2 separate regions of the Zea mays genome follow, and region 2 is linked to region 1. The links are chromatin contacts, called in public Hi-C maps. All regions are on one chromosome and are shown on one strand. The core of a region is the stretch at or near the end of the contact, and the rest is flanking DNA. Distances in the headings are between cores, read along the strand shown.

Region 1 (7,050 bases), core at 1,921-4,420:
AAATACGGATTGAGTTAAATAAACGAGTACCCAAACAAGAACTAATAGAAGGCAGCACCGCTGATCATTGAACGAATGAATTGCTATAACAGCAAAAGGCGGCCTCTGTGCTGTGCACTTCTTTTCAGTTTTGACGCTATCTTGATACAGGTGAGTGAGGAATGGAATCAGATTAGTCCAAGAAGAACAGCACTATCTCTACTTCCCCATTCTACTAAGTTTACACAACTGTCCCATTCCCGCCAACTTTTATCTTTCCTTTCCACCTCTTCACACTAATCCCGACCAACAGCTCAGCTGTCCTATCTATCTAATGGCTTGTTCTTCCTCGTCATCATTGTGATAACCTCCATAAGAGAGAAGAAAATCTTGTGCTCACCACCCACTCCATTCTCGCTACAAATCATGTGGATAGTAGCAGCAGGGCCAAACATCTCAACGACAGCTGAAAATGTCTCCGCACAAATCATTGTTGACCTGACCCCGTGCTGGTGGCACTTGCGGAAGGAGGTGCGGCGATGATGATGAGTTCTTTACACCTGTGCTGACTGAGTTGTTGGCATTCTGGTGTGGTTGTGCTCGCCCTCATATGTCACGATGAGCATCGCCGAATCATCTACGCACCGTTCCACATGCTTCCTGGCTGGGCAGCCCCTCACGCTACTGCATTTGTAGTAACCCCTGCGTTTTGTTAAAGAAAGCAATGAGAATTTGTCTGTCTTATGCCAACATCTAGACAGCACCATGGTAGCTATGAATCAAGAACAGAAATGCACCAGGTGTTTCCATATCAACGGTTGGCTAAAAGGAGCCAAAGATGTGTCTCATCCACAGGAACACAACTATATTCATGTGGTCGCTACCGGTATGCGACTTTCTATCAAGATATCAAAGCTAGAGAATTGACATGGTTATGGGACTATGGAGATAATGAATCATCACAGGATAACCTTGGTTCAATTAAAAACTTTGCCCACTTTAAGCACCATGATTGACCAATTTCCATAAAGTGCACCGGAGAGAAAGAACAAGAGGATACATGGAACAATAGTTTAATGTCAGTCATAGCCTCTTCGATAACGAAGCACCTCGAGACACAAAACAAATGTAGATAGAATATGAGAAAATATTCACTCAGATAAAGCGTGTTCTGATTATCATCGGTTCGTTATGGCACTTGAGTATGTCATGGAACTTGTACCACATTGCTAATGATGATGTCTTCGCTGACCAAACTGATGAGTTGATATTGTTGGCATCAATTGTGGGATCATCACAGGTATTTTAAAGCAATGTTTAATAAAAGGCATGCATCCAAGAAAGACTAGTCATAATTGAGTACATACCTAGGATGAGGGGAACCCTTAATTGGCTTCTGCCCATACTTCCTCCACGAGTATTCATCCGGAGGTATATCGGCAATCTTGTTACTAATGGCAGGAACCTTAATCGACCTCTTCACCCGCAACTTCCTACTGAAATAAAAAAAAAAGGAACAGCGATCGTATTAAAAATCTTGAATTTTTTTTTAAAAAATAGTAACAATAATAAGCACAGGGGTAGCAGATGTACCTACCTTCTCTTCGAACAGTGGCACCTCCCTGTAACAGCGCACTTGCCGGTCCCATCCTCCCCACGGCCCGTGCACCGCCTCCTCGGGGGCTGCTGCGCGTTCAGCGGATCGCTCATCGCAGGTCCACCGATCAAATGGAACGACGATGACTTGGCGTCCAGGCTAGCCACGCTACCGTCCATGCTCAGAGACGACAAGAAGGACCTCGCCGACGACATCGTCCCAGCAGTGCCACTGGCGCTCTCGAACTTCAGGTTAACCCCGCTGTTGCTTCTCTTGAACATCTCGGCGTGCAACTTCTGCTGCTGCTGATTCGGGAACTGATACCGAGCCGGCACACTGCCGAACTGAAAGTGCGCGGACAAGGGCTGGACCAGCTTGGGAGGTCCTCCGACTCCGAGGGGGTGCACGCTCTGTGCATCGACGAGAGCTCCAGTTCTAGGGTACACCTGCGCGGAGGTAGTAGAAGGATGGGCGCTGTTCAACACCACGACCGGGGTGTTGCTGTCCAGGAAGCCTTTCTGGGTCAAGAACCCTGGATTCTGTCTTCTGCTAACAAGCTTAGCTCTAGGACGGCTTGCGCTTGCGCTTCCGCATGACGGCCCGGCTTCTCCTAGCCCCGCTCCTCCATTGCTCAGTAGAGAGACCACCTTCCTGAACCTGGCACATGCTTCGTCCGTGCCCAGAGCTATGCTCCTGGCCTGCGCGGGGTCATGCGGCTGGGAGAGCAAGGCGAGCACCCTGTGGCAGCTCTCCACGGCTTCCCTGTTCGCTTCCTCCACTTCCTCCATTACACTCGCAATCGCACCAACAAAAACGAATAAAACAGGGACCTCTTCCGAACACTTGAGGAGCACCAGCTCAGATTATATGCAACTCCCTCAGCGGCAGATCTGGACAGCAGGTAAAAAAAAAAGAATCACTCAGATCCTACGTAAGGCTCAGAAGCTCAGCTCTTTTATCGCAACACCAGTACACCACGCACGCAACAGGCATCGGAGAAAGCCTATTAGTAGAGCTAGCCAGCTCGTGTCTTGAGCGGAGCGGATCACGGGGGACGACGGGAGGGGGAGCCGTCTCCGCAAGAAATCCCAGAAGCGGCGGGCGCGGACGCCGAGACCGACGGTCGCCGGCCGCGGCAAGTAAACGATCCGGGGCGACGATCTCTTGCGTGCGGACGCATCAAAACGGACGCGAGGAGAACCCCCACCGCACGGACGGAACGCGCCCTAAATAATAATCCAAAGATTCGCACGCCAGGAACTCGCGGCCAGACAAAGGCGGCAAGCACCAAACCGCCACGAAAATCCGTACCCACTCAAAAAAAACGGGGGGCAATCGCCCGAGCCGCGAGCTCACCTCCGAGACGATCCGGAGGCGCGGTGGGCGCGAATCCGGGGGAGCCGCGACCGGGTGGCCGGAAGGCGGCGGTCGTTGCGCCACGGGACGGGACGGTGAAATCGCAAATGGCAAGCAGGTGTGAAGGCGACGGAGGGGACGAAGAAGACCGGACGCAGAGGAGTGAACGAAGAGAGGAGGGGAGGGGGGAGGGGGGAAGAAAACCCCAAAAACAAAAGGTGATAAACAAATAAATTCGCATTTCGTTTTCGCGGCCGAGGACGGACGCCGGTTCGTATAAATAAAAAATAGCAGCCGGGTCCCTCGTCTCGTCCCTCCCCTCCCCGCTTTGAAAAAGCCCCGCGCCCTCGGGAGTAGTTTTATTGCGGGGCCGGGTTAGAAATTAGATTAGAAAAGGCGTGACCGTTGATCCGATCCTGGCCGTCAGTGATGGATCTGGGAGGCGACGCACGGCTGGGGATGGGTTTTGGCTGGTGGGGACCAGTTGGGTCGATGACTTGGTGACCTGGTGGGGGGGTCAGAAATGTCAAAGGCACGAGTCAGTGTGAAAGTGGGCTGGTGTTGACTGTTGCTACGCTCTCACATGGAAAAACACTGCCCCACTGGACGCAGATGTTTGTATGGAGTAGTTTATTTACGGGTGGTGGACCGGTAGTAAACTAAACTTTGGGACTTGCTTTCTTTTCTTTTCTTTTCTTTTCTTTTCTTTTTCCTTACCCTTCTGCCCATAGGCGCAAAGAGAGAGGAAGTTGCATATTTTAATAGGTGACAAGTTTGGACATGGCATCTTTGCATTTTGATACTACGAAGAGATTGAAGCTTACCTAACACAGATGCTCTCTCTTTTTTTTTCCTTTGGAATGAATAAACTCGTAGTACAGCTTCGCATCACTATTTGTGTGCGCGCGTGTGTGTATGAACTCTCTTGGTATACAATTATGGCTGGAATGCTTGTCGGGAGGAAATTCTGATGAACCTGTAACGTGCGGAGATGCATTCATTCGTTGCACGGCATCGTCGTGATGATACAGTTATTGTTATTTATTATTATTTTTATTATTATTTTATTATTATTATTATTATTATTATTATTATTATTATTATTATTATTATTATTATTAATAATAATATTATATAGAAGATGATGGAGAACCCTGTGATCTGATAAGATGCATGATTTGGAGACGCTGATTGATTTTAGTCCGCATATTAACGAGTCATCGTGGACACGTGACGTGAGGCGTAGGGCCCCTGGAATCACATGTTCCTGACGTGGTTGCAGTTGCATTGCATCCATCCATGGGAGTCGCTGAAAGGTCAAAAGAAAAGGACATGCATCTGGTCCTGCGACCAGGAGAAGATGGGTGGGTGTGACCGTTTGAGTGGAATCAGACTCACACGCATTTCCCTCCCTACTTCTCACGGAGGGAAATGACAATGGAGTTGTTTCTTCATGCCAATGAAGTGCTCGATGAAATGCCAGCTGAAGGGAAATATGGGCGGTAACATCATCAGATTCGAGATTTCTAGATGCAAGGTTACCAAATCTCTTCAAACTGGCTATCAATAACCATCTCAATAGAGCCGGGCTCTAGTGGAAACCAACAGTTGAACCATCTCAGTCTGTTTGTTGGAGGTATGGACTTGTTCATTTTGTAGTTAATCCATATGTATTGTGTGGGATTAAATCCATAACAGGTCAAAATACATTTCAATCCACTTCGATCCACATGTGATGAGAATAAATCGAACAAGCCTATAGTTGCTTTTAGACTTCTCCAAAAAATTGCTTGGATTTATGCTCCTACGAGACTAATTATAACATTTTTGGTGATTCTATTCGCTTTCTAAACTCAGAAAGCTACAGCAATTTCCCATATGGACTTAGTTTTTTATTTATTTTTTCAACATCTAAACAAACAAAAAAAAACTAGCTATTTATTTGGGCTTCTTGTTTTCGAGCTGACAAACATCTACAAGTTCAATCAAGCAGGTCCTAAGACTGTCTTCAATAGCCCCCTCTATATTTCACTCCCTATATCACACTATCTAGCCACGTCAGCAATCTATCTCACCTATATCACTATATCACCTCTCTCTGCAGCGCTTTCCTCTATATTTATCCTTCATGCCCCACCTGAAACAAATAATACCATTTCTTCTCAACTACTAGTCCACGCAATCTCTCTCCATCCATGTGTAGCCGATGGCGCGCTGGACAGCCAAGAGATGGGCTCAGCGAGCGCGACGACCTCGGTAGCGGCGAAGGCATAGTTTGCGGGTGGTTGTATCGGAGTCGGGGCAACGTTCTTCTTCTACCGGCGGCGGTGGTCGACGATGGAGATCCTGCGACTTGTTGCTTCATGAACGAGTAACTCTCCTAGGAGCCTGACTCGGTGGCTCGTCGTCGCTGCGCATGCCGGAGGGGCTCCACTGTCGAGTCACGACAAAGGCCGGTGAGTTGCGTTCGTCTCCGAAAGCGCAGGCCCCAACGAAACCTTCCGAGCGACGACACGAGCTCTCGCGTGGACAACGTCAGAGCTGGTACATCTTGGGTGAGAGAGACGATTCTCGTTGGATAGAGTAGGAGGGGCGACGTTGTGTGCTTTAGAGGGCAATTGTAGCCCCTATACGATGCACAATAATAGGGGAGGGGGCTTGCGAGATTCGTTGTAGGCAATCTTACGCCGTACTTAGTAAGACGGACCCACTCTCCTTAGGCCGTTCTCAGTGAGAGTTTCATGGACACGATTAACACATCATGTAAGAATATTTGAAACTATGATGAAATAGTCTCACATAATGCATAGTTTCATGTTTGTTGTTTTCCTAGGTCACATGCAAGACACAAACATCTTAGAAACAGTATACACATGATTTCATACCCATATAACTACTTTCATCTCTCTCGTCATTAATACACTGTCACATCATCAAAAAATGCTAGCCTATTTAATGCTTATGGAACCCCACTAAGAATGGCATTAGCCCAACAACACGTCTACTCCCTCCATACCAAAATGGTTGTCATTCTCACTTATATCATTTTTAGCTTTAATCAAATATATAAATAATAATAATATTTATTGTATATAATTAGTATCATTAGATTAGTGTTGTGAGATAAATCTTTAATCTATTTTGAGTAAAATGCATAAACGATCCTCGAACTTAGCACGATGTGTCATTTGGTCTCTAAACTCAGAAAATCAGTAAAACGAGTCATCTAACTTAGTTACCCCATACAAAAAAGTCTAAAATCAAGTTTGCTCAAATAGGATATCGACGTGACATGCCATATTAGAGTTGCTTAAGACCCCAAACTTGATATGATGTGTCACTTAGGTCTTTAAACTTGGCATAGTATATCACTTCGGTCCTCGGACTTTAATTAGTATGCTCCAACATAGCATTGCCACATCAGCATATAATTTGAGTAAAACCAATTAGGCTGACTAAACTAGAGGAGCCATTTTATTTGTTTTCCGAGTTCAGGGCCCAAGTGACACGGTAGGCCAAATTCAATGACCATTGTATTTTACTCGTCTAATTTTATATTAAAAATTAGAGATAAAAATATTGCTAATTTCTTCAAATCTAACTCAAACTTAGGGATGGATCCGGATATTTATTCGGATGTCAAATTTTTGGTCTTCTTTCTTCGACTATGAACAAATAACATATAGATTTTGCTATGTAAATTTATATTCTTGTTTTTAGCATTGAGGCTATTAATCTTCAAAAAAAATAAACATTAAATTCATTCTATATATTTTTAAATAATTGATATAAAATTCGGATGTGTATTCGAATACGGATTCAGATGTTTTTTCACCTTTTTGTTGTAGGAAGAAAATAATATACATAAAAAATTATATAAAAATTTATTTAAATACTTCATAATATTTTTAATAACATTGCCAAAAAATAGCTTTAAATTCTATGTATATCTATGCTAAAATATTAGATTTGTGATACAAGTCGGTGTTTTAGGAACATCCCTACTTAAACTTGACAAAAATTGACAGGCACAAATACCATAGCTGAGAAAATAGCCTGAGTTAGCGACTAGCCAAAAGTCGCATGTTGTTGCATCTGTACTTCATCCTAGATATAGG
Region 2 (7,050 bases), core at 1,880-4,379, 260 kb before region 1:
ATCTGGTTGCACCACTGCCTTCTGTAGGGTTTGTGCTGGATGCAGAAGTCCAATTGGCCGCGGTCGGTTTCTCAGTTGTATGGACTCTGTTTGGCATCCCGAGTGCTTCAGGTGTTATGCTTGTGATAGACCAATATCAGAGTATGAGGTATACAATTGAACATTCCTGACCTAACATTCTTCAGCTTCACAAGATAATTAACACCAGCCTTTCTCTTTGTAAGTTTGCTGTTCATGAAAACCATGCCTACCACAGGCCCTGCTACAAGGAGCGTTTCCATCCTAAATGTGATGTTTGCAGTAGCTTTGTAAGCACTCTTCACTTTGATTTGATAGATGAGCTTGAAAATTTAGTAGTAAATAATCTTGATTATCCATTTGGTTATTCTTATTTCTGATGGAATTTTGGTAACCAGATTCCCACAGATAAAAATGGCCTCATTGAATACCGGGCCCATCCTTTTTGGATGCAGAAGTATTGTCCTTCCCATGAAAATGATGGTACACCTAGGTGCTGCAGTTGTGAACGAATGGAGGTTAGTGTTATGTTTACATACAATAATATATATATATATATATATATATATATATATATATATATTATTGATGGATTCATAAAAAATAAAATGTGGATCCCAAATGCTATTTCAAATACTCCAGCAGCTGCATTTGTGTGTCTCATTTCAGAAATTTACCTGCGAATTTGATGAATTGTATTATCTTGTGCCGCCTATAGCACACATCTTCCTGATTTTGGCTTTCCAATGACATTTCCTTCTTTTATTGTTTTGTTGTCAACCCTAGCCAAAGGACAGTCAATACATAACATTAGATGATGGCCGGAGACTCTGCTTGGAGTGTCTGCATACTGCTATTATGGAGACCAATGAATGCCAGCCACTGTACATTGATATTCAAGAATTTTATGAGGGTATGAACATGAAAGTAGAGCAACAAGTTCCCTTGCTTTTGGTTGAGCGACAAGCTTTAAATGAAGCCATGGAAGCAGAGAAATCTGTAAGTGACACCCTTTCCTTTATTATGTGGTATATATAACATATATCTAATGTACTCTCGTCGATTAGGTGCACCACCTTCCTGAAACAAGAGGCCTCTGCCTATCTGAGGAGCAGATTGTCAGAACTGTATGATCTTAAAACATTTCCTTGTTTTGCTTAATTGGTCTACTGAATTTGTGAGCTTCAAAGCCAATTACGATTAAACATAAATAACATAATGGTATTGTCTAGATATTGAAAGGACCAATTGGACCAGGCAACAGAATCATAGATATGGTCACAGGACCATACAAACTCATTAGACGGTGTGAAGTGACTGCAATTCTTATACTGTACGGGCTGCCAAGGTGATTTTCTCTCTCATTATTTAACAAACTAATTACAATTGATGTAGTTTCCCTTTGATGAACGTTGATTCTACTGCCAATCCATGAGAATGCATTCATGTTCTAATTTTAATTTATTTAACTGCATGCAGGCTGCTAACTGGCTCGATTCTGGCTCATGAGATGATGCATGCTTACCTCCGACTTAAAGGTATTCTGGTTGTGCCTGTTTATCTACGTTTGCAGCATCCTCTTCATTCTTCGATACCATTCTATGTTTGCACAACAGCAGTATTTACTATCTTAATACTTTTTTTGGGTAGGATACCGAACCCTGAGTCCAGAGGTTGAAGAAGGCATCTGTCAGGTTCTAGCTCATCTTTGGCTTGAGTCAGAAATCACATCAGGTTCTGGTAGCATGTCAACCACCTCAGATGCGTCATCGTCATCTTCAACATCTTCATCATCGAAAAAGGGCGCAAAGACGGAATTTGAAAAAAGACTCGGGGAGTTCTTCAAGTACCAAATTGAAACAGATTCTTCTGTCGCTTATGGAGATGGGTTTCGAGCAGGCATGCGAGCCATTGAGCGGTACGGCTTGAGAAGCACCCTTGATCATATCAAGATGACGGGGTCTTTTCCATGCTGAAGCTGGTTTTTTTTTACCTCGGCTTGGATATGGGTATACATATTTTTTTTGGAGAACTTTTGGTTCAGGTTATACATACGAAAAGCCGAACTTCTGTGTCGAGAAGAGGCATAAGGATTTAGCTATACTGTCCATTGCAGGAAAAAAAACTGTTTCCCTTTTCAATTATAAAATTTCACAGTGCAGACATGAAGGTATGTGGTCTTTAGCTTGGCCAACCTTGTGGAATGCTGTCACTTGATGCAAAAGAAATTTCGAATACATATGCTTTGCTGTGCTTGAAATGCAATGGTTGGATGCTATGCTCTTCTTTATTGCGTTCCTTTGTATCGTAGTAGATTCCAAGCCAATTCTCGAATACCCTGTTCGTTTACTACTAATTGTAAAAAAGAACTGTACAACTTAGTATATTTGTATCTGAGGGGGTCATCCCTCAGAAACAAATCCTAAGCTGAACAGTCCTTTCTTACAATTAGCAGGGTATTCAAAACAGGTATTCAAAACAGATGCATTAATAAAGTCATCAGGAGCCGGGTCTTGTTTGTTTAAGCTTTTCGCTAGCTTCTCGGTGCTAAAAGTCTGAAGCTAAAATAAACAGCTAGCCTTTTGAGCTTTCGGAAAACTAGAAGATAAAAACTGAGTTTATATAGGAAGCTAAGAAGCCTAATTTTATGAGTTTTTTTATAGCTTTCTGATTTTAGAAAGCTCATAACATCAGTGGCTTCTTAGAATTAAAACCCTAGCAGCAGCTTTTCCGAAAAGTTCCAAAAGCAGTAACTTCAACTCTTAGGCTTATATAATAACTAGTCAGTTGTCTGTATTTTGCTGCGATTGTTATATATCATATAAATAAATATTAAGATATTTATTTAAATATAATTATTATTTATTTTTAAATATTAAGTTATATGTGGTCTGTTGGCTAGCCCCAAAAATTTGAAATAGGGGACGTGAGTTCGAGTGCTTGCTCTTTTTTTGCACTGGACGCCGGATATGAGGCCCACAGGGTACGACGTCGAGGCGGGGGCGTATGGAGCGGGTCCATAGTATCAGTACGGAGAGTAAAGCCATGGTAGCACAAGACGACCTAATTAGATTTTTTATAGAGTAGTATAAATAAGCCGAGGGATGAAAAAGCCCGTTAGGCTTTTGTTTGGATGGAAGGCCCAGTAAATGACTAAAATCTTGGGTCATTCACACACGTGGATAACCCTTGTGGCAATCTTTCCTCTCATTTCCTCCACGGGTGAAAAACCCTATGTGTATGCAATCTTTACTGCTGTCGGTTGGGCTAACATTTTATATTACTTGCATATGTGGCTGCAGTCCCAAAAAGGGCCACGACATGGCCTACTGTAGCCCAACACCTAAATTGTAAATTGTTGGTTTTTTAGTCCTAAAATATAATTCGTTTTACACTAAATATAGATTCATTTAATAATTTATGAAGATAGTTTATATGTATGTTTATATTTATTATCATTAATTTGAATATGGCTAGAAAAAAGGATTAGAAAGAACTATATTTTTTGACAGATGAAGTGCATTCTATGCTAATGTTAGTGTTCATGAAATTTAACAATAGGAGATTTGTACAAAAGAGGATACCTTAATTTAGACTCTTCGTATAATACAACAGAGTGCAAAATATATATGATGATTACAAAAAACGAAGAGGCACCACATGGGATTTTGTTAAGCTGTTTATTTTAGAGTATTTCTTTGTGTGGCCAAATTTAGACATTCGCATAAACAAAGTGATTATAAACAGCTCATGGAATCTGGGAAATTGTTCCAAAGTAGTTTAGAGTGCAAACAATTGTTTGAAAACCATGTGAGGCAAAAGCGGTAATAAACTTTTCTGCTGAGACATAAATGTAAAAGGTTTAGAGAGTGTTTGATTTCTAGGGACTAATTTTTGTTTCCTCTATTTTAATTCCTTGTAGTTCATAAATTGTCAAATAAAGGAACTAAAAATAGAGATAATCTATGTTTTAGTTCTTGTGTTTGGCAATTTATGGACTAAAATGTATTAAAATAGAGAGACTAAAAATGAGTCCTTAGAAACCAAACACCTCCAGTTTTATGCTGAGCTAAAATTGTCTAACTTTGGTTAGGATTTGTTTTAAAAAACAGATATGAAGATTTATATAAATGTACTATCAACTACCAAGACATATTCAATTGTGAAAAAATGTAAGCAAACCAGTTTGATGTTTGACGGTGTGTGTTTTCTGTAAAAAAAGTAATCTAATTATAGAAGTTTATTTTAAGTTAAAATAAAACCAAACGTCTAACTCATTTTGATTGAAACCGATGGAGTTATATATAGAACAGGTTGCCGCATCACTGCCTAAACCGCCTTGCATTGCATGCCGTGGTCCATCTCATGGACGTTTCACATCGTCACGCTGTTTGCTTTCAGGCTACGACGACGAAAATCGCAATCGGTGCCTCCGTGGTAGGATTGTGTCCCAGTCGATGGGTAGGTACCAGCTCAAAGACTCACAACAAGTGTCATGAACTAGACCGCAATTTTTGAGCCGGTGGCATGTGCCAACTACACGAGGCAATATTTGTTGACTATGCATGCTGCTCTTTTAGATTAGCAATCGATATCTACGACCAAATGCAACTAGTAGCTAGTTCTAGATAAAGTAGTGTTTAGAATTCTTTTGTGTGAGGCTCATTACGTTCATACCAACTATATCCTGATGAGATCCTATTATACTCCGTCCGTTTCAATTTCATAACTATTGTTAATTTTTGTTGTGATATTATTTAGCAGATAATATACTTTAAATATAGCTTTGGATTTTTCATTTTTCGCAGATTTTTTTTATAGGACGAGCCGATCAAACGTGACACAAAAAAATCAAACGAATTATAATTTAGAACTGATGGGGTACTGTTTATTTCTTAAAAAAAATGTGAGCCGGCTTGTCGATTTGTTGGGCGTTATAACTCCTCCAAGGCTCCAAAGGGTTCTAATGATAAAGAAATACCATCTTGCAGACAGATAAAGTCTGCACCTATGTCGTTGTAAAGAAACAAAGTCTAATGAACCTATATATGGAACACTCTTGCTCATGCGTTTTCAAGGGATCATAATCAGCTACCTACTCACTTGATAACTTGGTCGCCGCGTAACATATATAGTAGAAGCTAATTAAGAGGGGCAAAAAAAAAACCACCAAATAGTTCAAGCCAAATCCAAAGTCAATAATAGATGGACCATACCACACCAGTGGATGTGGCCGTGTGTGGGGAATTGAAGGACCGGATGAACAAAGCCGGAAAGTAAGGTAGGTTACACATCAAGTTGCTTCCATACATTGTTATTGTTTAGGTGTGGATGCATGCAATGGTTTATGGGAAGGCAACATATCCAATGCACATGAACTGCTGGTGCACATAATGCACATATTAAATCAGATCCTTTGATCTAAAATCCAACGTCTCAAACACATCCCACATCTCTCTCGTGCCTTTTTTCTAAAATCCCCTTCCACCTCCCTCACTTAGTGCATGTCACTTTTCAGAAAGCTCCCTAGCAGGCTGTTCGTCTCCCTGATTAGAGGTCTCTCATCTCCCTCATTTACCTCCTAGAAACGATCACCACGGATGACCTTCGTATGTTGTTAATTTTGTAATTAATTTATGGATTTAGAATCAACGGTCTCTTTGTTGGATGACATGTATCTTACCATGTCGTCCTATACAAGACTGTGGTACATAGGTATGGTGATCGAAAATGGCGCAGTGAAAGATTTACTGAATCTGTTGCATATTATTTTTTGTTTTTGAGCTGCAGCTTCAAATCATTGGTCGAAAAGTTAGAGCATATTCAGTTTTTTATTGATATATCATATTTTATTTGAGAGGCAGAGAAAGATAGAGAGAGAACAATAGGGGATATATGTACTAGATGTTGTCAGTTTCTTTGCTCATTCTGTTGGTGCATGAAAACGCCACTATATATTCACCTACGCAATACATTCATATTCTATTGACCGGAGGAAGCAAAAAAAATCTGACACGGCTGAACCCTGCATACTCCCAGCCGTTCTGATCAAGCAGATAAACAGTCCGCCACGCAGCTTTCTAAAGAACGACATGGCAGGAAGTGGGAGAGGCGGGAGGGCATTTTAGCAAAAAGGCAGGAGAGAGAGAGGTGAGATAATTGTGAGACGCTTGATCTTAGATGAAAGGGCAGGATTTAATATGTGCATGATGTGCACCAGCAGTCTATGTGCATTGGATACGTTGCCTTATGGGAATAGCAAATTCATGTAGTTCAGTTGATTAGAGATTTAATTAATTTCTTCTAGTGGCATACCCGATCCATTCATTGGAGTGCTTGCTGCCGCTCACCGCAGTCTACCACTAGCACACAGAAGCTCTATAACAACGTTCATAGAGCTATTTTCATTGACGTTTTCAGTGCTACAAGTGCTAAGTTATTTTGGAACCACCAGTAGAAATGTTATTTTCACTGTCGGTTCTCTTAACCAACCTTCGGTGAAAATAGAATGTGGTTCTCTTAACCAACCGCCAATAGATGATATTTCTTTCAACATCTTGGCGTTTTAGGTTTGAACTGTTTTTTTTTGTGATGGGTTGGTGTGTCTTTACCTATCAAGAAAAAGAAGGTCCGTTCAAGTAAATAGAAAAATGGTTGACCTGGATTGCATTTGGCGTGAAACGGACCTGCTGGTGGGCAGTTGGATATGTCTAGCTGGGCTGGATGTTTAATTTCTCCCTCATGTAGAGCACATAAATCTCAACATGTATACTTTTTCTTTATGCACTGTTAGATGTATCCATGTATGCATATACATTGTAGTTGGTAAGGCAAAAGATGATCTGATTTGCATGTGTATGTATAATAAATCTCTAGGCAGAGGCTGGCTGGATGGATATCCGCATGTGTATTTATTTATCCCTTTGGGATTCCGAGGCTTGGAAGAGCTAGCAGAGAGATCGTTTTCTCAAAGAAACGTGAAGAATCGGTTGCCCCGATTTGAGACGCCGGAACCGGGGCAGATGCTTTCGT

Evidence for each region. A called contact is a pair of places that touch in the nucleus more often than the background predicts.
Region 2: a contact with region 1 is called in a Hi-C map of leaf, with 10 times the contacts expected there. The contact joins the enhancer-like site here to the promoter of LOC100280700 in region 1. A contact is called at or near these places in 2 of 25 Hi-C or Micro-C datasets (ear and leaf).

The regions. Positions count from the first base shown.
Region 1 is chr1:259,956,572-259,963,621 of Zm-B73-REFERENCE-NAM-5.0, reverse strand. LOC100280700 reads right to left here and starts at 3,170. Exons shown (of 4, transcript NM_001153619.2): 1 at 2,933-3,170; 2 at 1,577-2,466; 3 at 1,347-1,475; 4 at 44-681. The coding sequence starts at 2,364. The coding sequence ends at 534.
Region 2 is chr1:260,214,225-260,221,274 of Zm-B73-REFERENCE-NAM-5.0, reverse strand. It overlaps LOC103643720 (protein DA1-related 1), which reads left to right. Exons shown (of 15, transcript XM_008666890.4): 8 at 28-148; 9 at 225-308; 10 at 417-536; 11 at 805-1,017; 12 at 1,086-1,145; 13 at 1,251-1,366; 14 at 1,498-1,556; 15 at 1,669-2,302. The coding sequence ends at 1,994. Among protein-coding and RNA genes, the nearest start is that of LOC103643720, 14 kb to the left of the region's middle. Within about 2 kb of position 3,129, at least 4 of the 20 cell types and tissues checked have an H3K27ac peak or open chromatin away from gene starts, as enhancers often do. A contact at or near this core is called in leaf, where this site is marked.